Regions from separate parts of the Mus musculus genome. Here all the other regions are linked to region 3. Evidence: chromatin contacts called from public Hi-C, HiChIP or PLAC-seq, Micro-C and promoter capture Hi-C data. All regions are on one chromosome and are shown on one strand. Each heading gives the region's core, a stretch centred on a gene start, on an enhancer-like site or on the middle of the called end of the contact. The rest is flanking DNA. Distances are from core to core; before and after follow the strand shown. Region 1 holds the start of Lamtor3 (late endosomal/lysosomal adaptor, MAPK and MTOR activator 3). Region 2 overlaps Manba (mannosidase, beta A, lysosomal). Region 3 holds the start of Ppp3ca (protein phosphatase 3, catalytic subunit, alpha isoform). Region 4 has its middle 23 kb from the start of Gm25080. Region 5 holds the start of Cisd2 (CDGSH iron sulfur domain 2). Region 6 holds the start of Manba (mannosidase, beta A, lysosomal). Region 7 overlaps Nfkb1 (nuclear factor of kappa light polypeptide gene enhancer in B cells 1, p105).

Region 1 (4,277 bases), core at 1,406-3,905, 1.2 Mb after region 3:
GTGACTGGTTATCGAGCTGTCCAGTAACCGCATAGAGGCGACGAACACCTGATACAAGTGCTGGCAAGTCTCGCTGGTTTCTCTGTATGGTTATGCAGTACTGTAACATAGGAAGGCACTTTTGAGTGACACTGTAGCGCTTTCATCAGTACCTTCCGAATGAATTGTTTGTGACATGGGTGTCTACAGTAAGACAGAAACAATTGGTGTCTGTAATTTATTTGCATTAAAAAGTGCTTCATATTTGCTTTACTTCTGGTCTTTGGATTGCTATGTGAGACTTTCCATTTAAAGTTTTAGGGTGTTTTTTGTTTGTTTGTTTGTTTGTTTGTTTTTAAGCTGCAGGTAATTTCCACGGTGTGATATGGGTTTTCAGGTCTGGTGAGGTGTTCATGGAAGCCTGTGTACTTAGAATGAAGTGCTGCTGGTGAAGGAGAGCTCCCTCGTGCATTCAAGACCTCAGAATTAGGTTTAAAAATGAAAGGTCTGATTTGTAAAAATGTAATGTTATATCAGACTTATATAAGGTTTCATATGAGAATTCTTAAAGCTGCTTTTGATTTCTAACGAATGTTCTAATGAATGATTTACAAATTTTTGTCTTTCAGTCTCTGTAATTTATCTCAACATATGAATAAAAAGAGGGGGTGTTCTCACCATAAAAGGCTTGTCTTCATTATATTTTATCCTTTTTTCTTTTTTTCCCTCTCCTTCTCTACCTCCTCCTCCTCCTCCTTTCTTCTTCCTTCTTCCTTCTTCTTCTTTTGAGACAGAGTCTCACTATATAGATCTCACTATCCTGGACTCACTATGTAGACCAGGCTAGCCTCCAGCTTACTGAGATCTGCCTGCCTCTGCCTCCCAAGTGCTGGAATTAAAGAAAGGCCTGCCCCACCATGCCCAGCATAGGATCCTCTTGATATGCTCATTCTTTTATTCATTCACTCATCCATTCATTCAATAAATGTATGAATCCCTGCTGTGTCACAGGTAATGAGCTAGGAGCTGGGAATTATTCATGGATTAAGACAATGCTCTAAGTGTAAATTTAATGAAGAAAACATTATTGTCCAGGAAATGAATGTTTTAATTTTGGTAAATGTAAGAAGATCACAAATTACCCATTTATCTATTAACGCCTATCTATCTTTAACATTTATCTATTAATATTTATTTATTAACATTTATCTATATATTAACATTTATCTCGAGTACCTCTACTATTCTGGAAAGGTCAAGGAAGATTTCACTGAGAAACTAAACTTAAACTAAAACCCAAAGGATGAACAAAAGGGGGGCTGAGACACTAAAGAACAACTTCATGCACAGTGGGCCAACCAATGCTATCACAAACACGCTGGCTCACACAGCTGAGCGGGCCTGCCGGAGATCAAGCCAGCCAACATTCTAGCATGCAGTGGGGATGGTTGGTGAGCCTACCTACACTGAAGTGCTATGGGCAATTGATGGCTTCTGAGAGAGGTGTCAGTGTTCTTTAAGGGTGATCTCTGGTAGGTTGGCCATGCTCCATTGGCTAGTCCCACAGGCCCCGGAGATGATCAGCCCAAACTGGACTTGATAGGTTATGGGGGCGGGGGGGGAGGACACAGTTTGAAGGGTACAGACATGGGGGTGAACCTAAGGGGAGTTAGAGCAGAAGAGTCAGGGGTAAATATGATCAAAATGCATTGTATGAAATTCTCAAAGAATAAAAGTATTAAAACTTTGTGGAAATGAAAAGAAACTTGAGTGGCGATTTAGTAAAAGAATTCCAAAGTAGGTGCTCCTAGAGAGCTTACCGTTTTCTTTAACGGTACACGACTGTTAACATCTGCAGCAAAAGCCATCAGCTTCCATTCCCCCTCCCCGCCCTCCCCCCACTCCCCCCAGCTCAGGCAGCCACTGGGGAGTATTTAGATCCCAGGTGATTTTCGTTTGTCCTCAGGGTTTCTACCAGAGTCTCCTAAGCGGATTACATGGCTGCCCTCTACCACAAAAGAGTTATCAACGCGTCAGTAATGAGAAACACCGGGCCAAAGCAAATGGAGAAGCCTCCCTTTTGCTAAGCTTTCTTGCCTTGCCCTTACAGTGGGCTTTCTTGAATGTACAAACACCAACAAAAAATATAGGCAGTTTTTATTTTATTTTAAGAAGATACAACAAATGCAGGCCCAAGAGCCAAAGCAGGCAGCCCAGTGCATGCGTGTTCAAAACGGACTTAGCAAACGAGCCCATAGGCCCATGGCTCCTGCACTTCTAGGTAAAAACCCAAGAGAACATGTGGTAGCAGCACCGTTAGGAAACTGGCTTGTAAATTAGGTTATCCAAGGACCTGGGACTTCTAATAAGTAGGCTGCTCAGTTTGTTCTCCTCAAACGTCTTCATTCATAAAGATTTACATAATGGGTCTGGGAAAGGTGTACACATACTCCGCACAGGATCATCTTCCGTTGTAGGTGAGTTGGATGGAAATTAAGGTGCAAGGACCGCAGATGCCAACCCAGCTGCTCGTGGCGCAGCGCGCAGGCGCAGGAAAAAAAAAAAAAGCCTCCAGGGGGCGGGGCGGCCGCGCGCGCAATTTCCGCCCGGGTCTCCCCGGAAGTTCCGAGTCCCGGTACTGGAGGGTGCAGCAAGTGCTTCCTGGATCCCGCGGAGGTCACGAGTAATGTGACAGCGACTTGACAGGCGGCTTCAGAGAGGCGACTGAACTGCGGGAACACCGGGGCAGGTCTTCCCAGGCTGGAGCGCGCGTGCGTCTGCAGAGGTCGCCGCTCCTCTCAGCTCGGGGACAGAGTGGGTGGGGAGAGGTGGGCTGGCCACCGGGCAGGGTCCCCGGGAACCTCCCCACTCCCTTGACGGAGATCCAGGGCTCTCGCTTGGCCCTGGAGAGGGTGGATCTCGTGATGCTGTCTGGGTCTGGAGAGGGTGACTAAGCCTCGGGTGCGGGGGAAGTCACGGAAGTTTTCCTTCCAGGAGTGGAGATCGATTCTGCGAGGAAAAGGGGTTCATCATGGCGGATGTAAGTTGACACCCCTTCCCAAGAAAAAGGGGAGGTGGGAGGTTTGCATACGGCTTCTGAGAGGAGAAAGGTAGAAATGTGTTTCAGCCTCGCCTCTCTTCCTGGATTTGTAGTAAGGACTTGCAGGGGCCTGAGCTTCTGTCAGGACCGGTTGTGATGGGCCACTAAGGTGCTTTAGCCTCAGAGAACTATATATTCTTCCACCTCCTAATCCTATTGGAGCATACAAGAACTCTGTGTGGGTGGCACTGGAAATTCTGAAGGATGACTGGCCGCCCTTCCAGTCAGTACCTGTTCATAGGACAGTGCTCTGAATCCTCTCCCAGTAAATAATGCTCTTGGTGTCTCAGTAGGCAGTGTTGGGAGTCTAAAAGGATGGCTAACGCGTGCCCCCTTAACAAGCTATGTTCCGTTTCTATGTGTCTGTTTAAGACGAGAGCAAAAGTAAGTTTGTGGTGGTAACGTGGGAAAGGACACTCATTCAGTTTGGGAGATAGAGGTTCAAAACAGCACACATTTAGAGTGGAGGTCATAATTGTCAGTATCTTTGCCAAGAAGCTGAATGTTAGAATAGTTTATCGGAATTAGGATCATTTAAAAAAAAAAATTCATGGGCAATCTGGATGCCCGGACATGGGAAGAGATTTATAGAGGATTCTCAAGTGAATACGGTAGCATCCGGATGTAAAATATTAGGAAGCACGTGACCTCATTTTACAGCAAATCTGTATTTGTGTGTCCCAATTCCAAGTACACTGACATAGCCCTTACTAACCTTTGACAGCGTTCTTAGGTTGTAGGGTCTGTGATTATCCCTGTAGACATGTAACGAAGCATATAATGAAACTGAGGCCTAGAAAAAGGTTAACTAACTTCTCCCAAGTTATACACGTCAGAGATGAAATGCCAGTGACAAGTGGTGAGTTCATGTCCTTTAGGGATAGGGACAGGGCTAGAACAGCACAAGGTAATAATGGTCTTTTAAAAATTATTCTCTTTCAGGATCTAAAGCGATTCCTGTACAAAAAGTTGCCAAGGTAAGAAATTATTGATTTGTTGCTGAATAAATTCTGTGCAACGTGTTAATCTTACAAAGTATTTTGTTTCTCCTTTTAAAATTAGTATTTTTATAAATTTCATGGTAATTATTTACCACATTTAAATATAAAACTAACCCCAGGTATCCTAAGAGATGGCTTGAGTTTCCAGATAGCTCGAAGCCGAGCTGTTGGATGACTTCTGTGTGGTTCTACGGGGA
Region 2 (4,134 bases), core at 1,136-3,635, 1.2 Mb before region 3:
GACAGCTGCCCAGATGGTCACTACCAGTCAAACACGGCCATTCCACTCTCATTGCAGAGGATCATGGACAACACTGGCTTTTTCTTCTACTCCTGGAGTTACTGCCCTCCAGGAGATGACATCCAGCTCTATCTTAGGGGTTCTGTTGCTGTGATGAAACACCATGACCAAAGCAACTTGGGGAGGGAAGGGTTTATTTTTTGACTATGCTTCAGTATTACAGCTTACCATCCAAGGAAGTCAGGTCCGGGACTCAAACGGGGCAGGAACCTGGAGCCGGAGCTGAATCAGAGGCCTTGGAGAAGTGCTGCTGACTGACTTGCTCAACGTGCCTTGCTCAGCCTGCTTTATCATAGAACCCAGGACCAACAGCTCTGACCCATTTCCACCCACAATGGGTTAGGCCTTCTCCCACTAACCACTAAGAAATAATAAGAAAATGCCTTACAACCTAGTCTTATAGAGCTGTCTTCTCCATTGTGACTCCTTCCTTCTTGTTTGTTTTATTTTTATTTATTTATTTGTTTGTTTATTTTTGGTTTTTTGAGACAGGGTTTCTCTCTGTAGTCATGGCTGTTCTGGAACGCACTCTGTAGACCAGGCTGGTCTCAAACTCAGAAATCTGCCTGCCTCTGCCTCCCAAGTGCTGGGATTAAAGGCGTGCGCCACCACTGCCCGGATTGTTTTATTTTATTTTATTTTATTTATTTTTTTTAAGATTTATTTATTTATTTTATGTAAGTACACTGTAGCTGTCTTCAGACACTCCAGAAGAGGGCGTCAGATCTTGTTACAGATGGTTGTGAGCCACCATGTGGTTGCTGGGATTTGAACTCCGGACCTTCGGAAGAGCAGTCGGGTGCTCTTACCCACTGAGCCATCTCACCAGCCCTGTTTTATTTTTTGAGACAGTCTTACCTAGTATCTCTGGATGCCCTGGGACTCATGTAGACCAGGCTAGCCTCAAACTCAGAGGTGCACTGGCATCTGCCTCCCAAGTACTCTGATTAAAGGTGTACAGCACCACACCTGGCTGAAGTTCCCTCCTTTCAGATGACTCTAGCTTGTGTCAAGTTGACATAAAGTCGTCAGCACACACATCCTGAGTCACAGTCTACTGGAACTGAAGCAGAAGTGTAGAAGGAGGAATGCCACTTAACTGGTTTGCTCCTCGTGTCTCTCCCAGCCTACTTTCTCATATAAGCAGGACCACCTGTCTAGGGATAGCACCGCCCACAGTGGGCTCAGTGCTCCCACATCAATCATTAATCAAGACAGTACCCCACAGACCTTCCTAACGGCCTCTCCGATAGAGGCATTTCCTCATTTGTGATCCCTTCTTCCTAGCTATGACTAAGTTTGTGTGAGTTTATGTGTACCACCCATCTCCAGGAACCTACAGAGGCTAGAAGAGGGCTGGAGATACAGGTGGTTGTGAGCTGCCTGATGTGGCTACTGGGAACCAAACTTGGGTCCTCTGCAAGAGTACTAAGAACTATTAACCGAGTTCAAGGCCAGCCTGGTCTACAGAGTGAGTTCCAGGACAGCCAGGGCTACACAGAGAAACCCTGTCTCAAAAAACAAAATAAAACAAACAAACAAAAACTATTAACTGTTGAGTCTTCTCTCTAGCACCAGTGGAATAGGTCTCAAAGGGAAAAAATTGGTGCTACAGCAACTGATTGGCTTGGATAATAGATTTATATAAATCATTCCTCTTTGTATTATAGTCGGGGTCACTGTGACTTTGCTATCGGCTATGTCAACAGCCCAGGAGGGCTACAAAGCTTGGCTCCTTGTCCTTTAAAAAAACGGATAGATTTAATTTTTTTATTTTATTTGCATTAGTGTTTAGTGTGTGCCCAGTGCCCAGGGAGGCTGGAAGAGGACCTTGGATCCCTTGGAAATGGAATTACAGATGATTGTGAGCCACCAGTTGAATGCTGGGAATCATATCCTGGTCCCCCGAAAAAAAAAAAAAAAACCAAGTGCTCTTAGCTGTTGGGCTACTTTCCAGGCATTGTTCCATTCAGCTTTTACGATGTTGCTGGGGAATCAAACTGAGATCTTTAGACCTTTGCAACAGTGCTTTGCCTGTTGGTCCATATCCACAACTCCTAGTAAGTCTGTCAGCGCTTGGCCCTTGACTGGCTGCCACACAGAATCAAGCCCACGGGCTGCAGTTTGCTAACATGGATAATCCAGGAAAGCTGGATCCTATGAGTGTGGCAGTGAGTGTACTTACTGCCTGTGTGGTCTCTACTCAGCCCCCAGCAGCGCTCACTTAGAAAGCGTAGTGAAAAGTAGGTTGGAAATGCTTAAGGTCTCCAAGGAATGGGAGTTTCTGCTGAACTTTGGGCAGTAGAGGGCAGGAGATGTGCTGCCCCCTGGAGGCTATCCGGGGTAGTGGAAGCAAAGAGCAAGAACTGGGCCCTGGGAGAGAAAGGAAACGTGTCCCAGGGCGGTCAGATTTTATTTACTGCCAGGACTTTGGAGGTTCTATGTTTGGCTTAAAAGAGGCAGCCAGAGTCTCTTGGAGACCGTTCAGTGGGTGAAGGCGCTTGCTGCCAGGCCTGATGGCTGAGTTCAGTTCTCGGACGCCACACAACGGAAACGCAGAACTGATTCTCCCACCGAGTCCTCTGACCACCCACATAGGTGCTGTGGAGTGTTGCCCTGCTAATTAAGGTCAAAGTCTACCATTGTCCAGATAGCCTTCTGAGCTCTCACAAAATGGTGGACTCTCTTTACCAGCAGGGCTTCTCCTTCTCTGACCTTCTCCGGAGAGTTCAACCCCCACCCCGGTCCCCCATCTCCCCTCTATCTGTGGAATGTCTTTGGTTAGATTACAGGTTCAGCTTCCTTTCTCCTGATAAGAACTGGATCGGCAAGCACCTGAGATTCCTGGGATGCCTCTCTAGGCTAATGAGGCGGCTCAGTTTAGCCTTCAGCCAATGACCTTTGTCCATCCTGGATTTTCCTACTCCTTTCCCCTAAACTATCTAACCATTGATTCACCCCTAAAAACGTTGGTCTGTCTCCCTAAAACTGATCCTGGAATGACTTCATTTTCTTTTGTACTCACAGGCCATCCAATACCCTGTTCAACCACTCTGCCCACTTCGTCCACGTGGGCCGATGGCCGATGGCCCTGGGGAGAAGGGAGACCCACGGTGGTGCATGCCTGAGCACTCTCACACATATAAACAAATATATAATAAAAAACAATCAATACAAAGGGAGCCGGTATCTATCTCCGGACACGTTCTCTGATAATGAGTATTATTTGTACCGCAGAGCTCTTTCATTTCACGCATACTGTTGGGAATTTTCTCCCACATCCTCGTCGTTTTACAGCACTGGGCACTGTTCTCGGGGCCTTGCATATCCCACCACTGGGCCGTATCTGCAGCCTCTGATCCACAGCCCACATTCTCAGTGTTAATCGTCTGACTTTCCTAGGCCAAGAGTTCATTAATTTTTAGGTGATCAATAGTCATTGTTTGTTACCTATTTCAATTGTTTATTTTTAGCATATTTGGCTACCATGTTTATCTTGTACCAACAGGATCCTTACTACAGATTTAATGACCTGAACTATAGATGGATTTCCTTAGATAACTGGACCTACAGCACGGAATTTAAAATCCCCTTTAATCTCAGGTATGTATATTTTTATATATACTATACTAATATACTACATCCATATATACTATATATACTATGTCCATATATACTATAGTATATATACTATGCCCATAGATACTATGTACTATATAGTATATTATAGGGCTGGCAAGATGGCTCAGTGGTTAAGAGCGCCGACTGCTCTTCCAAAGGTCCTGAGTTCAAATCCCAGCAACCATGTGGTGGCTCACAACCATCCATAATGAAATCTGATGCCCTCTTCTGGAGTATCTGAAGACAGCTACAGTGTACTTACATTAAATAAATTTTTTTAAAAGTATATTATATATACTATATTATGTATACTATGTGCTATATACTGTATTATGACAAGATTTTCATTTATGCTTTATGTCTGCTTAGGTTGTATATCAATCAGAGTTAAATCAGATTAGACTTTTGTGTTATCGAAGTGACTGTGTAATTTATTTTTCATTTTATATGTGA
Region 3 (4,206 bases), core at 474-2,973:
TGGCAACTAGCTCTGCTCTAGCCCAGGAGGCTGTTTGCAACAACCCCTAACTGAGGAGATTACAGAGTCCTCTTGTAGATAATTTCATGTTCCCTGAAAATTCCACTGGGCTATATAGATCTTATTGAAAGCAAGGACCCTAGAGGTGGCAAATTTAGCAGCAGAAATCTGGCCACGAGGGCAGCCTCCCTTTGCGGATGGGATGTGACCATCCACTCCATCTCTCCTTTTGACTGGCAGGCTAGCCTTCTCACATCCTCTGTCCTAAAATCCTTGAGGCTACCTAGTTGTCATGCCCCAGAGCCACCAATTTGCTATTAAATTTGTATTTTTTTGGACTTGAGTTTCATCTAATCCCTGTGGCCAGATCAGTTCTCCTGGCTCCATCTCCTAGCTTCCTAAACTCCCCCCCCCGCCCCCTCCCAAGACAGTCCTGGCTGTCCTGGGACTCAGTCTGTAGACCAGACTGGCCTGGAACTTACAGAGCTCCTCCTGCCTCTGCCTCCCAGATGCTGGGACTAATGGAGTGTGCCTCCAGCAGCTTCCCACACCTTTTTGTAGGCCCTTTATTAAGCTTACAGTCCAATTCAGGAAATACGAAAACCCTGATACTGAAGGAATTTGAAAATAAAACAGGAAGGACAAGGGTGAGAAATTTATTCAGCTCTCTTCATAATTTCCTTGCTGGTCCTTGGGGTTGTGGTAGGCCAGGGGGAGGGCTGTGCCCAGAAGATATTTTGTTTGTTTGTTTGTTTGTTTTTTCGAGGCAGGGTTTCTCGGTATAGCTCTAGCTGTCCTGGAACTCAGGAGGCAGAAGATATTTTGAAGAGCATTTCATACACGGTCCCTTATTTTCCTTCTTATGAGGGACTTGTGAGAAACTGCAACAAGCCAAGGCCCTACATGCATCTTGATCACTGAGTGACTGACTGGAAGGAACAGGAAGAAATTTAGTGTCACCTATCGCCACCAGTGACTGCTAGCTCCTGTGAACAGGGAAAAGGCGACCTCTCCCGAGTCTTTCTGACTCCTCTTATCTCCTAGGGCATCCAGGGTCACTGAGCACAGCCAGGGTCGCATAGGCTCCAGTCTGTTCCCATCCACCTTGGATAGCTAGCCAGCCAGCCACCGCGTCCCGCAGCGCCCCAAACACACTTTCGTTTCTTCCCGTGAAGTTGTGCACGCGTCCTAACCACCCCACCATCAGTAATCCCCGTCCACCTAGCTCAGGCAGAGCTGCCTCCCCAAGGTAAGCTGTTTACTCGTCGCCTTCCTTGGCGATCCTCCCTGGACAGCTGCGGCAGCGACAGCAGCTGCGCCGCGGCCGGGAGCGTCCGGCGCTCCTCCTTCCTCGGTCTCCGAACTCACTACTGCGGGCCACTCACACACTCGGAGCGGCCGAGACCCACCCGGGAGTGTGTGCAGGACTTCGGGAGTGGGCAGGCGCGGGGGCACGCAGCAGCCCAGCTCCTCCCGGCCCCTACTCCCAGTCCAGCCTCCCTCCTCCCTGCCCACTCCAGTGACACTTGAGCGGTCACAGGGCGGTGGAGGCAGCAGGCCCACGGGACTGACTGGCACCCTGAAGAAAACAGAGCAGGGGGCGGGGCGGTCACCCAGACCACCGCCTTAGCGATGAGGGACGCGCTCTCCAGCCAATGAGCTTGCGAGGTGCAACGTGGGGCGGGCCCTAAGGCGGACCCCGAGGAGGAGGTGGCCAGGGCGCTGGAGGCGGGGGCGGTGAGGAGGAAGGGGAGGAGGCGGAGGCGGGCGCGGTGGTGGCGGCGGCCGGCGCGGCGGCGGAGGCGAGGTTGTGCCCCGGACTGTGTCCACCGAGCTCAGCGGCTGTTGCCTGTGCGTGGAGAAGCAGCGGCGCCGCGAGGCAGAGGAGGATCGCGGACGAGCGCGGCGGCGGGACGTCTACGGCTGCCGCGGCCCCGGCGGCGCCCGGCGACAATCGGCGTGGGGAAGCAGCGGCGGCCGCAGCGGCAGCCGCCTCTCCAGCACCGGGAAGCCGAGGCGCGGCTGGCGGCGCTGACATCCGCGGCCCTGCCTCTCCTCCCTCGCCCCCGGCCCTCCCCATGTGATCGGTCTTAATCCCGACCGTGTGCGCGCGTGGGGGCTCCATTGCGCGGCGCCCGGTGTCGGTGCCGGGGTGGGTGCTCGCGTGTGCTTCTCCTCCCCATCCCCCGCCCCGTCCCCAAGAATAAAAGAAGAACCGGGAGGCGTGCTCAGAAAATAAATAAATAACCAGCACACACGCGCAGCCCGGAGCGAGGCGGCGGGGCTGGCGGCGGCGGAGGAGGAGTGAAGGCGGCGGCGGCGGAGGAGGGACGCGCGGAGCCGGCAGTAACTTTCGAGCCAGCCCAGAGCCCAGAGCTCCAGCCGAGCGGTTTGCAGCGCGGCGGCGGCGGCGCTGAGTGTCTGGCCCGCCGGTGCGGTCGGGGTGTGCAGTCGGACGGGACGAGCAGCGCGTCGCTGTCCCCCCCTCCCGGTGGCTGGAGATGTCCGAGCCCAAGGCGATTGATCCCAAGTTGTCGACGACCGACAGGGTGGTGAAAGGTAAGCGCAGCGCCGCGTCGGCCCGGGGTGCACCGAGTGCCGCAGGCGACTGTCCTCCCCTCCCCCGCCCCGGTCGTCCCTCTCCGGCTAGCGCCGGGGACCTTCTAGGATCTCCTGCAAGAGGCGATCCCTTCCTTCGCCGCGCCCTGCCCCCACACCGCCCACCCGGCCCTAATCGGGGCATTTATTTTTATTTATGTATTTATTTGTTTGTTTTCGTGGACGGGGGGCAGCAGTTGGCAAATGGCTGAGTGGCTGGGAGGCGGTGGCGGGGGTGGCGGTGGCGGGAGGGGGCGCCCGGGGGGGGGGGTGACTGCTGGCAGGGTGTAGCTGCTGTGACAGAAATAGGAAGTGGGTGGCTGCTCGCGGGCTTGCATGGGATCGGGTTTATGGTTTGCTCTTTGTAGAGGGAGGGGAGGTGATTTATGGCTTTTAAAAAATTAATAGGGCATTTTAATGTGGCCATGGCTTGCCGCGGACTGGCTCGCCCCGGCACATTGCTCCAGGCGCTCCATTGCAGCAGTTCCCTGGGCGCCCCCTCCCCCTCCGCGGGAAGGGCCTGCACAGGACTCGCGAGAGAGCGGGAGAGCGTGGGGGGAGCCCAGCTCCGGCTGCCGCGCGCCGCGGGGGCGGGGGGACCGGGGCCGCGTGGGGGCAGCTCCAGGCGGGGGACGACCGGAGCCCCCGCTGCCGCCCCGGGATTTCCCCGCAGGCCTGGAGCGACGCGAGCGGTGGCGATCCTCTGTCGACCTCCCTTGCCACCCACGGCTGACTGCCGCCGACCTGTCATTGCTCTTAAAGGGTTCCCCGCTGGTGCACACCTTTAGGGTGGGAAGCTCACCGTGCTCCCTTCCCCCAAGCTCCTAGCACCCCCTTGGTTACGGGCTATTTGGTTGTCTTTATTGCTAGGGGTGATTTGTATGTGTATAACTGGCAGGGATGGCTCTGGGTTGCTGGCTAGGAGAAGCCAGGGGGATTCGTGGGGTGAGGAAGGGGACAACGTGGTTGCCCTTTCTATCCCCACCATCCTCACTGTATTCCAATGTGGAACGGGGAAGAGGAACTGCAGATTCGAAAGGATTAAGTAGTGACACTTATTCTTGGGGTCAGGGTTCTGAGCAAAGCTGAGATGGGCACTAGCCTGTGCAGAGCGGGCCTCTGAAACTGGAAGGAGTGATGGGGGCGGTGTGTGTGTGTGTGTGTGTGTGTGTGTGTGTGTGTGTGTGTGTGTGTGTGTGTGTGTGTGATCAGAAACAGTATCTTATGCAGCAGAGCACTTAGCTAGAGTGCAAAGCAATCAAGTCATTTGCTCCAGGAACACTTAGGTGAAAGTAACCCAGCGCCCTCCCTAAGACATGATCCATGTTCTTTGGAGCTTTAGAAAGGATACTCGCTCCTACGTTTGCTCAGATTTTAAAGTTTTGAGTTGTGTTGTGCTGTGCTGTGTGTGCGTGCGCGCGTGCGTGCGTGTGTGTTATGTTTTCTTTTGTGAGAGAATAAAATATTTTCTCTCCTTTTGGTTATGTTGGAACCATTCCTACTTAAAAGTAGGATTCATAGAGCCGTCAAAATAAAGATGGAATAGGAAAAGCTCTGTAAAAAAAAAAGGTGATAAAGCCTCAGATGCACCGCTGTCTTGTGCAATGA
Region 4 (3,781 bases), core at 51-2,550, 1.1 Mb after region 3:
TCCTTACTGCCATTTTACTTCTGTATCTATCCCCGTCCTCATTAAGCAACCCCCCTCTTCCTGTTTCTCTCTTCAGACGACTTTTACCCTACGATTTCCTTCTCTTCTCTCCCCCCTCCATTTCCTTTAAACTCTAATAAAACAATGCCATTGAGCTTCCATTTGAGTCTGTCCTTAAATTATTTTACTAATGATGCTAAGAACCCAAGACAGGATGCAGACTTCCCTCATATAATTTACAAAAGTGATAATCTGATTGGCTAGCTCATCTCCTTAAGCTAGGTCATACCTGTAAGGGGGGGTAGGGGGGTCACTGACCTGCTTAGCAAAGATCTTTCCCAAACAAGATAACTAGTATTTCTCCAGTTAAGACTTGGCCTATAGCACATGATCATTTGTTATAGAATATAAGCAGAAACTTCAGTTTCTATAAGGCTGATTTCCCTAACACACTGGGTGGCCACATGACTCCTGTGCTATTTATCTGCTGTACCAGTGAACCCATATATGTTTCTTGGACAGATATGTTGCATGATTTACAGGAATTTGCAAAAATGTTTGCCCCTTTCAGATGACCATTTGTCCTCACTAATTTTGGAAAATGTCTGCTATAATTATTTTAATTGTCCTCTGTCAATTCAGTCCTTCAGTGTTTTATGTTCCAAACATTATAAATGCTAGCCTCAAAACATGTAGCCTACTTCAAAAACACGAAGGCCATGAGGCCTGGGCTCTTCCCTGCAGACCGGCGGATTTGCTAGCTTGTGGCAGGCACACGTGTTCCCGTGAGCACTGGTTATTTACTTTAAAGCCCTTTGAAGTGCTTCAAAATGTGATTTGTCAGTGGAACGGTGATAAAAATTTTCTAAACTAGCCACAAAAAAAAAAAAAAAAAAAACTTTAAAAGCATGGGCTTGAAATTTATTTCTTTTCACTTGTGAAATTCCGGTTCTATTTTCACTGTGGTCAAGGAGCAGTGGAGAGCGCCTTCAGGAATCTCCCACCCCTCTTCAGCCAGTGCCTGAGACACCTGTGCTGTCCTTGGCATGGGAGGACAGAGGAAGCCAATCGAGAAGCTGGAAGCCATACCTCTCCTCCTGTCTCTGGACCCTTTTCACCGCCAACGCCTCCTACTGATCTTCCGGGGAAACCACCTATCTAATTGTCAGACAAAGCACAATTGTCTAAGCAACCTGCTCTGTTAAATCCATAATGAGAATAATCACAGTCCTGGCAGGCCTCGGGGAGCACTCCTCCTTCCGGAGGAATTGATCATTAGCATCACAATGGATGCCACTCACCCTGTAGGCAGTTACCCTGTGCCAGGCATTCCGTGAAAGACTTCCCACGTGTGATTTATAGAAGGGTTCCTGGTGCACAGCGAACTGGGAGCTACCTGGATGCATTTTATTGTCCTATTTATTTAATGTGGAAATTTGGCTTCTCGAGAGCATTTATTAATTCACAGGCTCAGTACATGATGCATAGAAGTTGACTCTTAGCCCTTTCAACTCCTTCCCATACACTCATCTTAAACTTCGCATCACTTTCTGAGTTCTCCAGTGGTCCAGAGATGGTCAGAATATGTTTAGCAACTACAAACTGGTTCAAAGAGTCATGTGTTGTTTTTCTTTCCGAATGAATCCTCAATGATAATCAGTCCCTCCCTCGGTAAACAACAATGAATGAATAGGTCCTTTCCTCAAAAAGTCAAATAAGTGGTTCTTAAACCTCACTTTTTAAAAGGGCCCAGAGAGCTTATCCAAAACCACAGGGCCCTAGGTTCCACTCTTTCAGCACATGTTAAATCAGTATATCATATGACATCCACATAGACTCTCCATACACCAAACTGAGAGAAAACCCCAACTTTGTTTCTTTTCTTTTGTATTTTATTTTTATCATTTAAAATTACATGTATGTATGTGTACATGTGTGTCTATGTGGGGGTCATGTGCACATGGCCCACAGAAGCCCCACACACATCACACATGTCTCTGGAGCTGAGTTACAGGTGGTTGTGAGCCTCCGGGTGTAGGTGCTGGTAGTCGAACCCAGGTCTCTGCAAAGCAGGACTTGCTCTTAACTGCTGAATCATCTCCCAGACCCTTTAATTTTTAAGAGTGTGTGTGTGTGTGTGTGTGTGTGTGCATGCATATGCATGTGTTGGTCTGCTCCCATGAGTTTCCACCCAAAGAGACCATCAGAGAGCATTGACTCCCCTGAAATTACAGTTAAAGATTGCTATGAGCTGCCCAGCATGGAGGTGGGGAGCAAGCTCTAGTCCTCTACAAGAACAGACACATTCTTATCCATGAGCCATCCCTCAAGTCAAAGAGAAGACGACTTCTAAGGGGCAGGGCCTAAAGTCATTAGTATGGAGACTGCCTATTGACCTCCATGAGCCATCCCTCAAGTCAAAGAGAAGACGACTTCTAAGGGGCAGGGCCTAAAGTCATCAATATGGAGACTGCCTATTGCCCACAAAGCTTTAGGAAGTTGATCCCTGACACTGTACTTTTAAAAAAGAAAAGGAAACACATTCTAAAGAGTGAAGAAAAGCAAGGCAGGGTGGGCAGGACAGAACACTGCAATGGAGCTGGGAGGGAGGAGCAATCAGAGCTGCCCCTGCCGTGCACCAAGCACAAGCACGTAGCTGCTGCTACTGAACCCCAGGGTGATAGCTCTTCCTGCTTATCAGCTTGACTCTATCTGGAATGAACCACAATTCAGAAATGGAGAGCTCACTTGTGATCCAGATCTTGAGGCTGGAAGATACAAGTTTCTGACCTGGATCTTGGCATGGAGATCTTGAGGCCTAATGGCTAGGAAAAGCTTAGGCCCAGGCAAGGTAGTGCATGCCTTTGATCCCAGGAGACTGAGGCAAGGAGATCTCTGAGTTCAAGGTCAGCCTGGGACAAAATGAGTCTCACATCCAGGTGTGGTGATATGCACCTTTAATCTGGGCCACGTGTCCTGCTGGAGACCTGCATAAAGACATTGGTAGAAGGAAGATTCGCTCTTCTCTGTTTCCATTTACTTGACAGCACATCTGTTAGGATCTACTTCTATGAAAGACCAGCTGAAACAAGTAGCCTCGTGGGACTGAGCAACTACTAGATTCTTGGACTTCCAATTCACAGCCACCCATTGTTAGGGAGTTGAACTACAGACTGTAAGTCATCATAATAAATTTCCTCAATATAGAAAGACATTCCGTACATTCTGTGACTCTAGAGAACCCTGATAATACACCCAACTTCCTAAGCCACTCTGTTTCCATGTAAGGGCACAAGGCACCATGTCTCTCCCATTTTGAAGAATGGCTCCTATGGAAAAAAGATTTGGAAATTAAGTGCAACACAGACCTAGTAGTGGCTCCATCGTAAATGTCGTACAACAAAGCAACTTATGTAACTTTTCTGGTCTTTAGTTTTGTCATCTGCTCAACATACAGAATGATTTGCTTGGTATTGCTAAAAGAGTTAAAAAATAGAATAGGTGCTTTGTTAATTACTTGCCTTGTTAGCATGGCAACATGCTTGCCAGGCACAACTTATGAGAGGAAGGCTGGGTTTTGGCTCACAGTTGCAGTCCATCATCGCTCTGGAGTCATGGTGGTAGGAATGTGAGGCTTCTGTGTCTCACCTCTCACTCAATCAAGAAGTGGAAAGCTCAGGGTGGAAGTAGAAATAGGTATCACCTTCAAAGGCTGCCAGAGCAACGCACTCCCTCTAGCCAGGCCCTACTTCTCAACAGTCCATACAGGGTCCAAAACAGG
Region 5 (4,212 bases), core at 1,296-3,795, 1.2 Mb before region 3:
ATCTACATGAAAGATTCTTCAAGTAGCTCCCTTAAGAAAACAAACATCACATTATTATGATATACTTTGAAGGGGACACCTGGTGAAAAGTAGCCTGCAGGGTTTTACCAGCCCTCCAAAACAGACTCTGTAACTGTTATTGTCAGATTCCAGACAGAATGTTCTCAGAAAGCCATTACTGCAAGCAAGCTCATGTTTCTTGGACAAGCTAGCAATTCAGATTATAACTAGACTTGTAGACACTGTGTTGGGGCTTAAATAGCTACTACTAAACTGCCACTCACATTTCACCGGGCCTGTTCCTAGCAAGGCGAGGGCAGAAGGATCATGAGTTCGAGATTACCCTCAGTGACGTCTGAAGCCGCCTGCGTCACAGGAGACCCTGACTGAAACTGAGAGGACGCCAGAGTGGTTGTTATTTTTAAGAAACAGTGCTAACATCAAATATTTCATAATTCTAGAGAGAAAGCTACTGCACACTGTTGGTTTAGGAGGGGCAAGGTATGGCTGAATTTCCTGAGTGGCTTTAATAAGAATTATTTACTGACAGAATGAATAGACCTGTAAGGACATAAGCTTATAAGGCTTATAAGGCTTTCTAGCCACTAAACAAAGAGTCATAACCTGCTTCAACAACATTTCATCCACAAAAACCTGAAACTAACATAAATGCAGCCACAGTCATAACCAACACATGCAAGATGCCCTTCAGTAGGGTGAGAAAAAAACGGATTAAACTCCTAATTAATGTGTATTATTAAGACAAATTGGCAAAGCAGAACAATGCCACAAAATGACTATGCCTCTTTGGCTTTGAATTCCCAGTTTTAGTGAATTACATTCAAGACTATACCATTCAGAAGAGAAAAAACAATTGGTTTATGTATACTAACATTAAACTACTACAACGCACTTATTTGAAATATAGAACTCTAAATTTCAAGCTATAAAGGGGCAGGAAGGCAGAGGACAAGATCAGTACTGTCAGAATACCTGCAGGAGGGTTACACGAAACAGTGCCGAGGTAAAGAAATGGCAGGGGAGGGAAGTCAAGTCATGTACTTGCTACAGTTTTTAAAAATAAGGGCACAGGACCAAGAAATTTTGATATTTATAGAGAACAGAAGATTTGGAATTTTTTGTTCTTGTTACTTTTATGTTACTTCAAGTGTCTGCATGTTTCCTTGGTGTGGATTCGTCAGCTACAGTGCTTTCTAATCTCTTTCATACACTCTACTGGATCTAATGTTTAAACACGTTAAAAGCTTAAAACCTACTTGTTAACAGAGCAGTTGTCAGTGACAATTAAAAAAAAAATCTCTCTGTTAAAGTCTGTATGGTATAGGTGTATCCATATAAACACATGAGTCTCTTTTGTTTTTACTTTTTATCCCTGGGAGGGGCGAGTATCAAATGCACATCTGTTTGAGGAACTCACTCAGGAAAAGCCAAACTGCAAACAAAATAATTTCCTTGGAATGGGGCTGACACCCATCTCCAAATACTCCTCAACAATTTGGTATGAACTCCATCTTCTGGTACACGGAATTACTTTTTCTTCCAAGTCTCCCAATTATTGTATTTCAAGTCAAATGTCTCTAGACTACTCACCTCCGAGTTATCTAAATTCATGTTTGCATTCGCTGATATTAGGGACCTCAGGCACTGCTGATTTTGTCACCATCTCATACAGTCTGCGGACACGGTTTAGAAAAATTTAACCTACACCATCATGCTCCAAACCCAACACAATCTATCAAGTACTGACTGCATTCTGCATATAGTCAAGATATTTATTACTGAGCTGCGGGAACCTTTTCATACAGGCAGAACCTTAATTCACAATAGATTCAATGCTCCAAAATCATAGAGCCTAGGAATACATCCGGCTACTTTTTCTGCACCTCAACTTGCTCCAGGAACTGTAGTTATGGAGGTGACCTCAAATGCCTCCATGATAGGTGACTTCAAGCCTCCAAGTGCTGTCGGGAAGGGAGGTCACTGGTGATTTCGTTAATACAGGCATCATACACGGGCATGGCGTGGAGGCAGTACTTCTTCCCCACGCGCTGGGCGCCTCACACAGCGAGGACTTGGAAAGTGCTTTACAAGATGCATGCGACAGTGAGTTCAGGAACGAGCCGCGTCGCTCCTACCTCAGCACCTACTCCCCGGCATTAACCCGTTGGGTCGGTCGCCCGGGAAAGGAACCCTTCCCGGGGCCGCCTCGCGCCGCGCAGGCGCACGCCGGCCGCGGGTCACGTGCCAAGGCCTGACGCCCCGCCCCGGCCCGCCCCGCGCCGCGCCGCGCTCTCCACCGCTGCCCCCACGGGGGCGGCGCGCGAGGATGGGACGGCGGCGGGAGGGTTACCTGTGAGGCGGGCGAACCCGGTGATGCTGTCGGGGACCGGGAGCTGCTTGAGGTAGGCGGGCAGCTGCACCTTCACGATGCGGGCCACGCTGTCCAGGACCATCCTGCCGCCGGCGGCGTCCGCTGCCCGGCTGCTGCGCTTGCGTGAGAGCGGAAGCGGCCGGCGGGCTCGCGGGCTCGGGCGGGAGGTGGCCCGCCGGGCCGCGATTGGCGCGCGGCGAGTGACGTGCGCGCTGCGGAGCGGAGCCGAGCGCAACGCAGCGCCCAGCGTACGGAGCCCGGCCTGTCCTCGGCTCGGCTGCGGGGGTGGGCGTCCGCTTTCGACCCTTGACGTCTGCGGAAGCGGGTGGCCGGGTTTTGAAAGAAACCCAAAGTTACCCACTGATTGTTTTTTCCTCCGCAACTTTAGTCAGTTCTGCCCAAGCAGTCAAAGGCTTTTCTTTTTAAAGGGGGGAAATGTGTTTGCCCCCCACCCCCTTTTTTAGACAGTCATGTAACCCAGCCTGAACTGACATTCAGGAGGCTGATAACTATGAGTATCTTCATCTTCCAAATGCTGGGATAACCACGCTTGTCTTGTGGAGTTTCTGTGACACGGGGCTTACGTCTTGTAAAATGTAAAGGTATTGGAGTGGTTTTACTTACCTATCTTGGCTGAGGTTAGAATAGCCAGGGTAATGCATTCGCTGTGGAGTTAAGGGCTTTTGACCCAGGAGCCTACTGTTGAATAGCAAGCTAGTCAGATGAGCAGGCTTGAAGGTCACTGAGGATGGACCGACCCCAAGTTCAGTCTGCAGCTTACAATCCTCGGAACTGAAACTGCAACTCTGATTACTGGTCAAAAAAAAAAAAAAATCTCTGGCCTTGGTGAAAACATGACATTCTAAACTGAGCCAAAGATCTTAAGTTTGCTATCTGGTGCTGAAAAGGAGAGCTTTCTGGGAAGAATAAAGGTGTAACCACTGTTCTCCCTCCTTTATGAGTTCATCCAAATGGGCCTATCAAGGAAATCGGAAAATTGTCTATTCAAGAGACTTAAATAGTACAAAGCCTACTTAAAAAACATGTCACAACACCATAGTTTAGCTGTTATCCACTGTCACCTCATGAAATTGTTCACCTCTATAGTGTTCCCTTTGGTCTCTTCTCCCCTTTGTGAGTACCCTACTTTATCATTTAATAAACTCTTGTCTTCACTATCCTGTGTCTCGTTTAAATTCTTTAAACAGACCACAAGTACTAGAGCTAAGGGAAGGCCAGAGCAAGTACCTGGTAAAAGTATCCTGGAAACTTGACATCAGTGTTCTGTAACATTCAGCATTTGGTATGCCCACGTAACATCGAGCTGTAATCAGCTTTATTTTTTTGTTGGTATTTTAAGTTTGAAAAGTAAACTGTTGGGGGGGGGTGGGTATGGGGGACCTTTGGGATAGCATTGAAAATGTAAACGAGGAAAATACCTAATTTAAAAAAAAAATCTAAAAAAAAAAAAAGAAAAGTAAACTGTTCTTTGAACTGTTTAAATTTAACTCTGATCATTTTTTTCACTAAAACACTAAAAAGAAAAGTAGCAGGTGATGAAAAGTTTTTTTAAAATTACTATCATTTTTAACCTGATCAGATTGACCAAGTACAATTGGATAATTGAAGGTTTTTGGATATAGAACATGTCTATGAGCTATGGCATAGCAAATGATACACCAAAAAGTGGTGATTTAAAAGATTACTGTTTCCATTAGGATTTCCATATTTCCATTCCTTTTGGGAGGTTAGGTTTTTTGTTTATTTGTTTTGTTTTGTTTGTTTTTGTCTGAAGGAAAAAAGGTCCCAAAGTTGTTTGT
Region 6 (3,845 bases), core at 390-2,889, 1.2 Mb before region 3:
CCGAATGAAGTTGCAGATCTGCCGACTAAACAAAAGACAACAAACAAACAAACAAACAAACAAAAAACAAGTGCTCTTAACCACTGAGTCACCTCTCCCGTCCAACCATTGTTACATTTTTGAAACAAGCTGGCTTCAAGGTCCCTATGTAGACAACGACAGTCTTGAACTCCTGATCCTCCTCCCTCTGTCTCCTAAGTGCCTTGATTCCAGGTTATAGCCAGTCACAGTGTCGTTAGACTTCAGGCTTACAGGTTGTGAGCCACTACCTGCACCTCCCTTCACCTGTCTTTTAAACAGTGTAACTTCAAACGCACAGAAAACACCAACTTCAACTTCCTTATGCTTGCTCTTCTGCCTTGAGACAGCTGAACTTTGTCCTCTGGGTACTGCTGTCCTTTCTGAAGCGTCTCTCAATGTCCTTGCTTAAGCTGTAGTAGATATATATATATATATATATTCCGAGTTTTGCTTCATGAGAAGAACCCAGGGGCCAATGAGATAGAGCAGCCGTTAAGGGGGAATGTCTCTAAGCCTGACACCCTAAGTTCTAGCCCTGGGACTCCTCACAAGCTGTCTGCTGACTTCCACACGCTCGCTGTGGCAGGAACCCCCATTCAACTCCTCCATGAAATTAGTAAGTAAAATGTGGGGTGTTTTGTTTATTTAAAAGAAGATGAAGAACCCAGCCTGCGTCTCCGTCTCTGAAATTAGTGTCTGCATTGTTTTGTTTTGTTTTTTTCGAGACAGGGTTTCTCTGTGTAGACCTGGCTGTCCTGAAACTCACTTTGTAGACCAGGCTGGCCTCGAACTCAGAAATCCGCCTGCCTCTGCCTCCCAAGTGCTGGGCTTAAAGGCGTATGCCACCACGGCCCGGCTAAGCGTCTGCATTCTTTTTTTTTTTTTTTTTTTTTTTGACAGGGTTTCTCTGTGTAGCCCTGGCTATCCTGGAACTCACTTTGTTCGAGGAGGCTGGCCTCGAACTCAAAAATACGCCTGCCTCTGCCTCCCAAGTGCTGGGATTAGAGGCGTGCGCCAGCACGCTTGGCATCTGCATTCTTTTAAATTCAGGGAATGGGAATTCTGTTGCTTGTTCAGTCCCACAACTCAACAGTGAAGGAGGGAATTTCAGACTCACCTGTAACACTAACGCAGTTTCATAGGAACCTCAGAAGCAGCTCCATGATGTAGCCACCACTAACAGGGAGCACATGGCGCCTCTCAGTCAACAGTTGAAGCAACCCTACGAGTTTATAGTTAGCACTGTTTAGTCCCAGCAGGTCGCGTATTGAGGGAGCGTTCAGCCTGACAAATCCTGGGGCCGGGGGACCATGTACAATCTGCTGGTCAGGCGTGGTAGGAGCTGTCCCCGGGCAGAGCCTGCGTACTATTGTGGACGCGCACCTGTCGTCTCCCAAATGGTCAGACTCTGCTTTCCAGACTTTTCTGTCGCTTTTCATCATTCGGATGAGCGCCCCACTTACAGGATCGAGCTGGAGCGAGAAGCCCAGCTCACAGGTCGCAGAGACCCTGGCCCTGGGCGGTGCTTGTACCCGCGTGGCGGGTCCCGGCTTCAGTTCCTCCCTGCAGGGCTGCGGGAAGCGCTCAGCTGACCTGGGGGCGGGTCCGTGCTCGGGGCGGGGACACAGCGTCCAGGCCTTGGCAAGGCTTGGGCGACACTGCCGGGTTCCTGCTTGCGAGCGGTCAGCATGCATCTTCACCTGCTCTTGATATTGGCGCTATTTCGGGCCGGCTGCGTGGTGGCAGGTCCTAGCTACAGCCTGAGCGGGAGCTGGCGGGTGAGCAACGGGAATGGCTCCCTGGAGCTACCGGCGACTGTCCCCGGCTATGTGCACAGCGCCCTGCACCAGCACGGGCTGATCCAGGTAGGACGCACAGTCACCCCCCACACCCCCCATGCGGGTCCAGGTCAGTAGGTGCAGCTGTGGGCAGTTGGGGGAATGGCCTGGGAGTTCAGGCCAGTTGTGGACACTGACCCTCCCTCGCTGGGTCTTCAGTGACCTTGGAAGGCGGAAGTTGTGTATATGAAACAAACGGTATGTCTGCTGTCTACTTATTGTGGTGATTCTCTGCTCAAGCATTTCCTAAGAGGACTTACCTTTCTCCCTCCGGACAGGGTTACTGTTGCAATCATCTGGATGCTTGTAGCTTTTAGTTAATCAAAGTTCGCCGACCCTAGGATGTCCGGGTTTTCTTTTTCTGCTTTGAAGCCTCGTGCGTCAGGTTTGAAATAAACACAAGGGATTGGGGAGAGCACTAGTAAAGTTTGGTTGTTGATGCTAATGAGGAGCCTAAATATTTGGGAGGGGAGTGTGTGCAAGTGTGTGTGTGGTGTGTGTGTGTGTGTGTGTGTGTGTGTGTGAGAGAGAGAGAGAGAGAGAGAGAGAGAGAGACCCAGAACCATGAGTATACTAAGCACACATTGTACCACCACCGAACTACACCCCAATCCTAAAGCCTGAATACCGTGCTGACATTTTTTTTTTAAATGAGAGTCTGTCATCCAACAGTGTGGTAGGTTTCTTTATGATAGTTTCATGTGAGTGCACCATGTTCTCTGCCCATATTCACTTTTTACTGGGTCTTGCCACCACGTGATCCCTCCCTCGTTCAAGGAGTTTCTTTCCATTATGGTGTCCTATATACGTACACTTATGAATACATATATTTACATCTAGAGTCAACATGAGTAAAAACATGCCATATCTTGTTTTCATTCTCATTTGTCTTATGTTGTTGTTTTGTTACCAATTTTTATTGTCTTCATTATCCTTACCTTCTTTTTTTTTTCTGGCTTTTGAGACAGGATCCCATGTAGTTCAGGCTGACCTTGAATTCCCAATGTAACTGAGGACCACCTGAACTCCTGATCCTCCTGCCTCCTCCTCCCATGTGCTGGAGATATAAGTGTTTACCATCATGCACAGCCTAATTACATCATTTTTCCTATGGAAAATGTGTGTGTGTGTGTGTGTGTGTGTGTGTGTGTGTGTGTGTGTGTGTGATTTTCTTTAACCATTTGTCTGTTAGTGGGCATCTGGGCTGATTCCATCACTTGGCTATCATGCCGCAACCAAATGGCTACACAGATATTTCTGCACTATGCTGTCCTAGGATCCTTCAGGTATCGGAAGGAGTGGTGCAGCTGTTATGGGGGAGGGGGGGGCTTATTCCTAGTGGTTCTTTTTATTGCTATTGTTTTTGAGACAGAGTTGTTTTTGTTTTGTATTCTTTGTTAATTTGCCTTGTTTGCTTTTTTTTTTTTCAAGACAGGGTTTCTCTGTGTAGCCCTGGCAGGCTGGCTTCAAACTTCACAAGTTTCTGCCTTCCGAGTGCTAGGATTAAAGGCTTGAGCTACTAATACAGGTTGAGTGTCACCATTTTTAATGGTTTGAGGAACATCCATGCTGAACTACATAGTAAGCCTGCATAATTGTGTGTGTGTGTGTGTGTGTGTGTGTGTGTGTGTGTGTGTGTGATCCAGAGGTTGGTGTTGACTGTCATCAGTCATATTTACCTTATTTATTGAGTCCGGGACTTTCACTGAACCCCAAGCTCAGTGAATGCCTAGACGAGTTAGCCACAGTCTCCACTCTCCCATTGCCAGGATTACAGTGGAATCTCAACCCGGGCCCTCCTTGAGGACAAGCACTTCACCAGCTGAACCACGTCCCCAGGACGTTTGCCTGCACAATTTTGAAAGCTTTCTAAGTGACCAAGCCAGCTCAATCAGTCAACCGGGTCTCAAGGGAGGGAGTGAGGATTGAAAAAGAAAAAGCAATTAGACAAAATGATAACCCGACCCCAGCCAGTGCTGAGGCTGA
Region 7 (4,224 bases), core at 214-2,713, 1.0 Mb before region 3:
TAGTTGCAAATCTATATGAGAAGCACATTTTCAATAGTTAGTACATCTGACCTGACTGTAACATGGAACCAATCAGCAGAAATACAACATTTTGCAGATATATACATATTTGACTATAGCTCAACTTAAAAAATATACAATGAACACATGACAGGATGGAAATAAATCAAAATGGTAGTGGGGGTTGTTTATATGTCCAGGAAACAAGTCACTGAAAACAGAGTATGCCTCATTAGGTAGGACTGTCACAAGGGTCCTTACTAACCAACACTGTTTCTTCTCTGAAACCTTGTCACGATTTTCAGTGATGAAAACTGGGCAAACCATGCACGAGAAGGGAATGGGTGACTGATGAAGTAAGAGAGACAAACAAAGACTGAGTCCTAACTCCTTGTCATGTGATTACCAGAAAGGTAGTCTTGTTCAGGGGCTTGGCTCTGGAGGCTGTTTTTAATGACATAAGCCCATGGCTTGGTCCACATCACCTAACAGGACACCCACTAGTCTTGAGTAGTTTCCCCAGGCATGGGTTCTGACATTATACTGTATATGTTCAGATGTCTGTGAGTTTCTTAAATAAAAAAAGCAAACTTTCTGACTGAAAATTTGTAGGTTTCACATTTGGTGGTTTAGCTCTTGTTTTACAAAGTTAAGTTTTCCATGTGAGGCGATCATTTCACTTGTGTATTTTTAACGTGGTAAGAACAGCAATGGACAGGACAGGAGAGAGGAGATGACCAAGTCTTTCTTGTCTAGTTGACCATCCCGACCTCTACAGCGTAGAACTTTTCGTCAAGACGGCCCAACATGAGAACCACACCATGAGACTCACACCATGAGTAGCTCGGAGGCATTATTCCCCTCTGAATTCGATTAAGTGAGAACCTGCCATAAATCCCGCCTATTGTTAGAAATGCATGAGGTACGTCGCCTCTCTGGATAAATGTCAACGTGAACGTGAAGAGCCTGCATCTGCTAAAGGAGCTTCCTGTAAAGACACACAGCCTTCCTCAGCCTGCTCACTTATAATATCATTACTATCAGCGGGGTCCAGACTCCACGGAGGCAGGGCTCTACAGAGTTTGCTCTCAATATGGATTTTCTCCAGTGTAACCTTTGATGGTCAGAGCCGGGAAGCTGATCACTGCTCGCGTAACTCCCCAGAGAGTATGGAGAAAAGATACCATTGCCCTGAACAACGGTCTCCCTTCTGGCCAGCGAGCCAGCTCTCTAGACTCCCCAAGGAGGCCTGCCTGCCTGAGCCCTGATACAACATTATAATGAGTTGCTTCTGAACCCACCCCGAAACTCATGAGACGTTTTGAGCCTAGAAATGTAATCCAGTGATGGTGTCTGGAAGTTGATCTTTAGGAGGTAAAATCGAATACACCATAAGAGCCAGCCCTCATCTACGGAGCTGTGAGCTATACAAAGAGGAAGAGATACTTCAGCCAAGATGGCCTCTCTTGTTATGTAATTTCCTGTCTTGTCCTGGGCTGCAAAGTTCCTGTCAGATATGGCTGACCAACAACCTGAACCCTCCCAGGCTTCAAACCCCAGCCCAAGCAAACTTTAATCCTGTGTAATTTGCTTGTCAACCAACACAACATAAAACAGACCAGGGCATACTTCTTCCAGAGCGGCGAGGCCATCAGCAGGACTGCCTTCCCATAGTTACAGAGTGACCTAATTCAGAGAAAGGTTTTGTACTAACTTTAACCTTGACTGTCCCAAAGCATGAGTTGCTTTCTTAGGCACAGAACTTAAAACTCTCTCTGACATTAAAATGAAGTGAATTTAGCAAGTCGTCTTTCTTCACAGGCCAAATACTTCCCCATTTAAGTGTAGGACAATGAATACCAAGTTCTGGTTTTGCTCCAAGGCTGATGATGCTCTTCCTACAAAGTCCCTGGATGGCTGATTCCAGCTCTAGATGGCTGATCACATCGGTCTGCTAATGATCGGCAGAGGCAGCGAGTCACGTGATCCCACTTTTAACTGACAGTGTGCACAGGAACACAGCACAGGAAGGCTCAAGGAAGCGCTTCACTTGGGTGAAATCAGGCAGGCTTTCCACTTAAGCAGAAAGGCCTCATGGGAGAAGGCCTGAGAGTTTGGAATCCGAGCCTTCTGAAGCTGCGCTGACAGGCTAGTTAGTCACTGGCGCTGATGGAAAGAGGTGGGAGGTGCATTCAAGAAGCACTTACTGTTTTTCTTACGACTAACTTCATGGTTGAAGGGCGGCAAGAATGAGGAACTGGGAGGACTCTGAGGTGAGGGACCTGAAAGATCTGCCAGTGACCAATGTGCTGTTTGATCCATCTGAAAGAGTGTAGTCGGGATGGTAGCATTTGGTTTTTACACAGACCACAGAATGAAAACAGGGAGGGCCCTGGGCTTTCTGTACTTTCCAAGATGCCATCTGAGAGAAAGAAAGCCTTACTTGTGGGGACAGCTGTGCGGCACAGGCAAACCTTGACAACGATTTCTTGGAACCATCATTTATCATGCCATAGTGGCCAAGAGGTATTCAACACCAATGTAGAAACTTATTCTGGGAAGGGAATGGAAGTATTACGTCTCTTGAAGATAAAGTTTATAGAGGGCAACTGTCTACTAGGAAGGTCTTTCTGAGAGTAGAATCTGAACAGAGACTCTTAATTGTAAGCACTCAAGCACAGGTAAGAAGCCAAAGGAGCCATCCTGCATAGTCAGCTGCTCGGAATGGGAAGAGTGTGGACTTCAGAGACAGGCTAGGCTGGCTGGGGGAGAGAGGCAGTTCCAGTCTGTGTGACCTTGCTTGGTCTCTTCACCTGTTCAGTAATGTTCAAGGGGCTGTTAATGAGGAATATATACATTCAAGTACACAAACACTTCACAACAGTACTCAGCAGAGGAGAGGACAACCCTCAGGGGCTATCTCAGACTGTCAGATGCTCCCTCACTTAGAGGATGTCTAATAGGTCCATTTGAAGCAAGTGGCTGGAAGATACTTGGCCCACATCAATTCCAAGGGGAAGGTTTTTCTTTTTTCCTACATTGCAGTGTTTTGTTAGTTTTCTACAAATACATTTATTTTCTTTCTTTTGCTATGTTTTATTTTTCTACAAAATACTATGTTATTCTAGTGTCAGCTGCCCTTCTTGGGGACAATCAGACTTCCTTGGCCTTCCCTGATGAAGGAAAACTCTTCTAGAATTCTGGGTCCATGGGTCAGAGCTCCTTTTAGAATAAGAACTACAAGTCATGGGCTCAGGTATAGCCCTCTTAGTCAGCCACGTACTTTTTTTTTTTTTTTTTTTTTTTAACCTCAGATAGCCCTGACCTACTGTGGAAAAGCATTTGCTGTTTCTTCAAAGGGGTAACAAGAGATGAGTGGCCTAGAACTTCCTCAGCATCACAGTTTCAAAAGCCAGGCTGCTCTCTGGGTGAATTCGGCTAACGTACTCTGACAGAAAGCAGAAGCAGCATAAATGTAAGACATCATACCTAAAATCATTCTTTTCTGCTGATTTTTCTTTCGAACATCCTCAGGGTTCTAACAGGGCCTGGCTCTGCTTGTGAACCCAACCTTGCTCTTTACCACAGCAGGTCATGGTTAGGTTAAGATCTCTCAAAGCCAGGCTCAAATCCCCCAGCTGTCGTGGAGTGACGTGTGTCAGCTTCTCCACCTTCAAAAATCAAATTAATGACGAAGTATCACCGGACTGTTTTAAGATTAAAGGAGTTAAGACAACACTTGGTTCCTGATGATATCAACAATCTCAGAAAATTGTTTCTTATCTAGCCCATTATTTCACTGAGTACTAAAGTTTACCAGTTTAGTTTGTTACGCCCCTTTCTAAGAGCCCCACACTGTAGAAGGTCAGAGAGTGGGGGCTACACCTCGTTCAGAACAAGCCCAATTTCTTTCTCTCACGGAATTAAACAGTGGGACTGACGCTAACTGGATAACTTCAACAATACAGGTAAAACCTAACTGGAGAACTCATCAAACAGAATGTCTAATAACAGTGTCTGGCACGGTTGGGAAGTGAGAGAAAGCTTCCGTGTGTTTAACTCATGCGGACTGAGATTTGAAGGCAGAGTTGAGCTGAGTAAGCAAGGAGCAAGTGGAGGATGAGGCAGCTTGGCAGGCGTTCTCTGCGGGCGGGTAGAGCGCATGCTCGAAAGGCATTCTCAGCAGGTCGAGCGCAGTCATGCTCGCAGGGTGCTCAGTGCTCT

The links. Promoter capture Hi-C pulls out the DNA fragments that hold promoters and counts their contacts. A called contact is a pair of places that touch in the nucleus more often than the background predicts. HiChIP or PLAC-seq counts read pairs in DNA pulled down with a chosen protein or histone mark.
Region 1: a contact with region 3 is called in a promoter capture Hi-C map of pre-B cells, with 2.9 times the contacts expected there. The contact joins the promoter of Lamtor3 here to the promoter of Ppp3ca in region 3. A contact is called at or near these places in 2 of 39 promoter capture datasets (frontonasal cranial neural crest and pre-B cells), 4 of 115 datasets of contacts at active chromatin or transcription factors (astrocytes, fibro-adipogenic progenitors, pancreatic cancer cells and 1 more) and 1 of 9 other capture datasets (adipose tissue).
Region 2: a contact with region 3 is called in a promoter capture Hi-C map of liver, with 2.4 times the contacts expected there. The contact joins the enhancer-like site here to the promoter of Ppp3ca in region 3. A contact is called at or near these places in 3 of 39 promoter capture datasets (embryonic stem cells and liver), 1 of 484 Hi-C or Micro-C datasets (CD4 T cells) and 1 of 9 other capture datasets (pancreatic islet).
Region 4: an H3K27ac HiChIP or PLAC-seq map of stem cell-derived neural progenitor cells shows a contact between it and region 3, with 7 times the contacts expected there. The contact joins the enhancer-like site here to the promoter of Ppp3ca in region 3. A contact is called at or near these places in 4 of 39 promoter capture datasets (the 3T3-L1 cell line, cranial neural crest, hippocampal neurons and 1 more), 3 of 484 Hi-C or Micro-C datasets (the MC3T3-E1 cell line, nephron progenitors and uterus) and 11 of 115 datasets of contacts at active chromatin or transcription factors (craniofacial prominence, embryonic basal ganglia, embryonic forebrain and 7 more).
Region 5: a Micro-C map of embryonic stem cells shows a contact between it and region 3, with 6 times the contacts expected there. The contact joins the promoter of Cisd2 here to the promoter of Ppp3ca in region 3. A contact is called at or near these places in 8 of 39 promoter capture datasets (the C10 cell line, HPC-7-derived erythroid cells, cranial neural crest and 5 more), 7 of 484 Hi-C or Micro-C datasets (CD8 T cells, embryonic stem cells, natural killer cells and 3 more), 7 of 115 datasets of contacts at active chromatin or transcription factors (astrocytes, bone marrow-derived dendritic cells, embryonic stem cells and 4 more) and 2 of 9 other capture datasets (adipose tissue and liver).
Region 6: a promoter capture Hi-C map of neutrophils shows a contact between it and region 3, with 5 times the contacts expected there. The contact joins the promoter of Manba here to the promoter of Ppp3ca in region 3. A contact is called at or near these places in 2 of 39 promoter capture datasets (the C10 cell line and neutrophils), 1 of 484 Hi-C or Micro-C datasets (cardiomyocytes) and 1 of 115 datasets of contacts at active chromatin or transcription factors (pancreatic cancer cells).
Region 7: a contact with region 3 is called in a Hi-C map of B cells, with 9 read pairs. The contact joins the enhancer-like site here to the promoter of Ppp3ca in region 3. A contact is called at or near these places in 2 of 39 promoter capture datasets (liver and pre-B cells), 1 of 484 Hi-C or Micro-C datasets (B cells) and 1 of 115 datasets of contacts at active chromatin or transcription factors (stem cell-derived neural progenitor cells).

What each region holds. Positions count from the first base shown.
Region 1 is chr3:137,915,900-137,920,176 of GRCm38.p6, forward strand. Lamtor3 (late endosomal/lysosomal adaptor, MAPK and MTOR activator 3) reads left to right here and starts at 2,656. Exons shown (of 7, transcript NM_019920.2): 1 at 2,656-2,764; 2 at 2,974-3,019; 3 at 4,022-4,056. The coding sequence starts at 3,011. It also overlaps a transcript of Dnajb14 not described here.
Region 2 is chr3:135,503,341-135,507,474 of GRCm38.p6, forward strand. Manba (mannosidase, beta A, lysosomal) reads left to right here. Exons shown (of 17, transcript NM_027288.3): 2 at 3,569-3,663. Among named protein-coding and RNA genes, the nearest start is that of Manba, 20 kb to the left of the region's middle. Within about 2 kb of position 2,386, at least 43 of the 459 cell types and tissues checked have an H3K27ac peak or open chromatin away from gene starts, as enhancers often do. A contact at or near this core is called in embryonic stem cells and liver, where this site is marked.
Region 3 is chr3:136,668,343-136,672,548 of GRCm38.p6, forward strand. It overlaps Ppp3ca (protein phosphatase 3, catalytic subunit, alpha isoform), which reads left to right and starts at 1,724. Exons shown (of 14, transcript NM_008913.5): 1 at 1,724-2,559. The coding sequence starts at 2,502.
Region 4 is chr3:137,736,336-137,740,116 of GRCm38.p6, forward strand. No RefSeq gene overlaps it. Among named protein-coding and RNA genes, the nearest start is that of Gm25080, 23 kb to the left of the region's middle. Within about 2 kb of position 1,301, at least 24 of the 459 cell types and tissues checked have an H3K27ac peak or open chromatin away from gene starts, as enhancers often do. A contact at or near this core is called in embryonic basal ganglia, hippocampal neurons, neural progenitor cells and 1 more, where this site is marked.
Region 5 is chr3:135,420,888-135,425,099 of GRCm38.p6, forward strand. Cisd2 (CDGSH iron sulfur domain 2) reads right to left here and starts at 2,546. Exons shown (of 3, transcript NM_025902.3): 1 at 2,372-2,546. The coding sequence starts at 2,474.
Region 6 is chr3:135,483,972-135,487,816 of GRCm38.p6, forward strand. Manba (mannosidase, beta A, lysosomal) reads left to right here and starts at 1,640. Exons shown (of 17, transcript NM_027288.3): 1 at 1,640-1,886. The coding sequence starts at 1,710. Gm30992 (a long non-coding RNA gene) reads right to left here and starts at 1,630. Exons shown (of 3, transcript XR_376111.4): 1 at 1,139-1,630; 2 at 1-25.
Region 7 is chr3:135,626,733-135,630,956 of GRCm38.p6, forward strand. It overlaps Nfkb1 (nuclear factor of kappa light polypeptide gene enhancer in B cells 1, p105), which reads right to left. Exons shown (of 25, transcript NM_008689.2): 7 at 1-11. Among named protein-coding and RNA genes, the nearest start is that of Gm46827, 20 kb to the left of the region's middle. Within about 2 kb of position 1,464, at least 132 of the 459 cell types and tissues checked have an H3K27ac peak or open chromatin away from gene starts, as enhancers often do. A contact at or near this core is called in B cells, where this site is marked.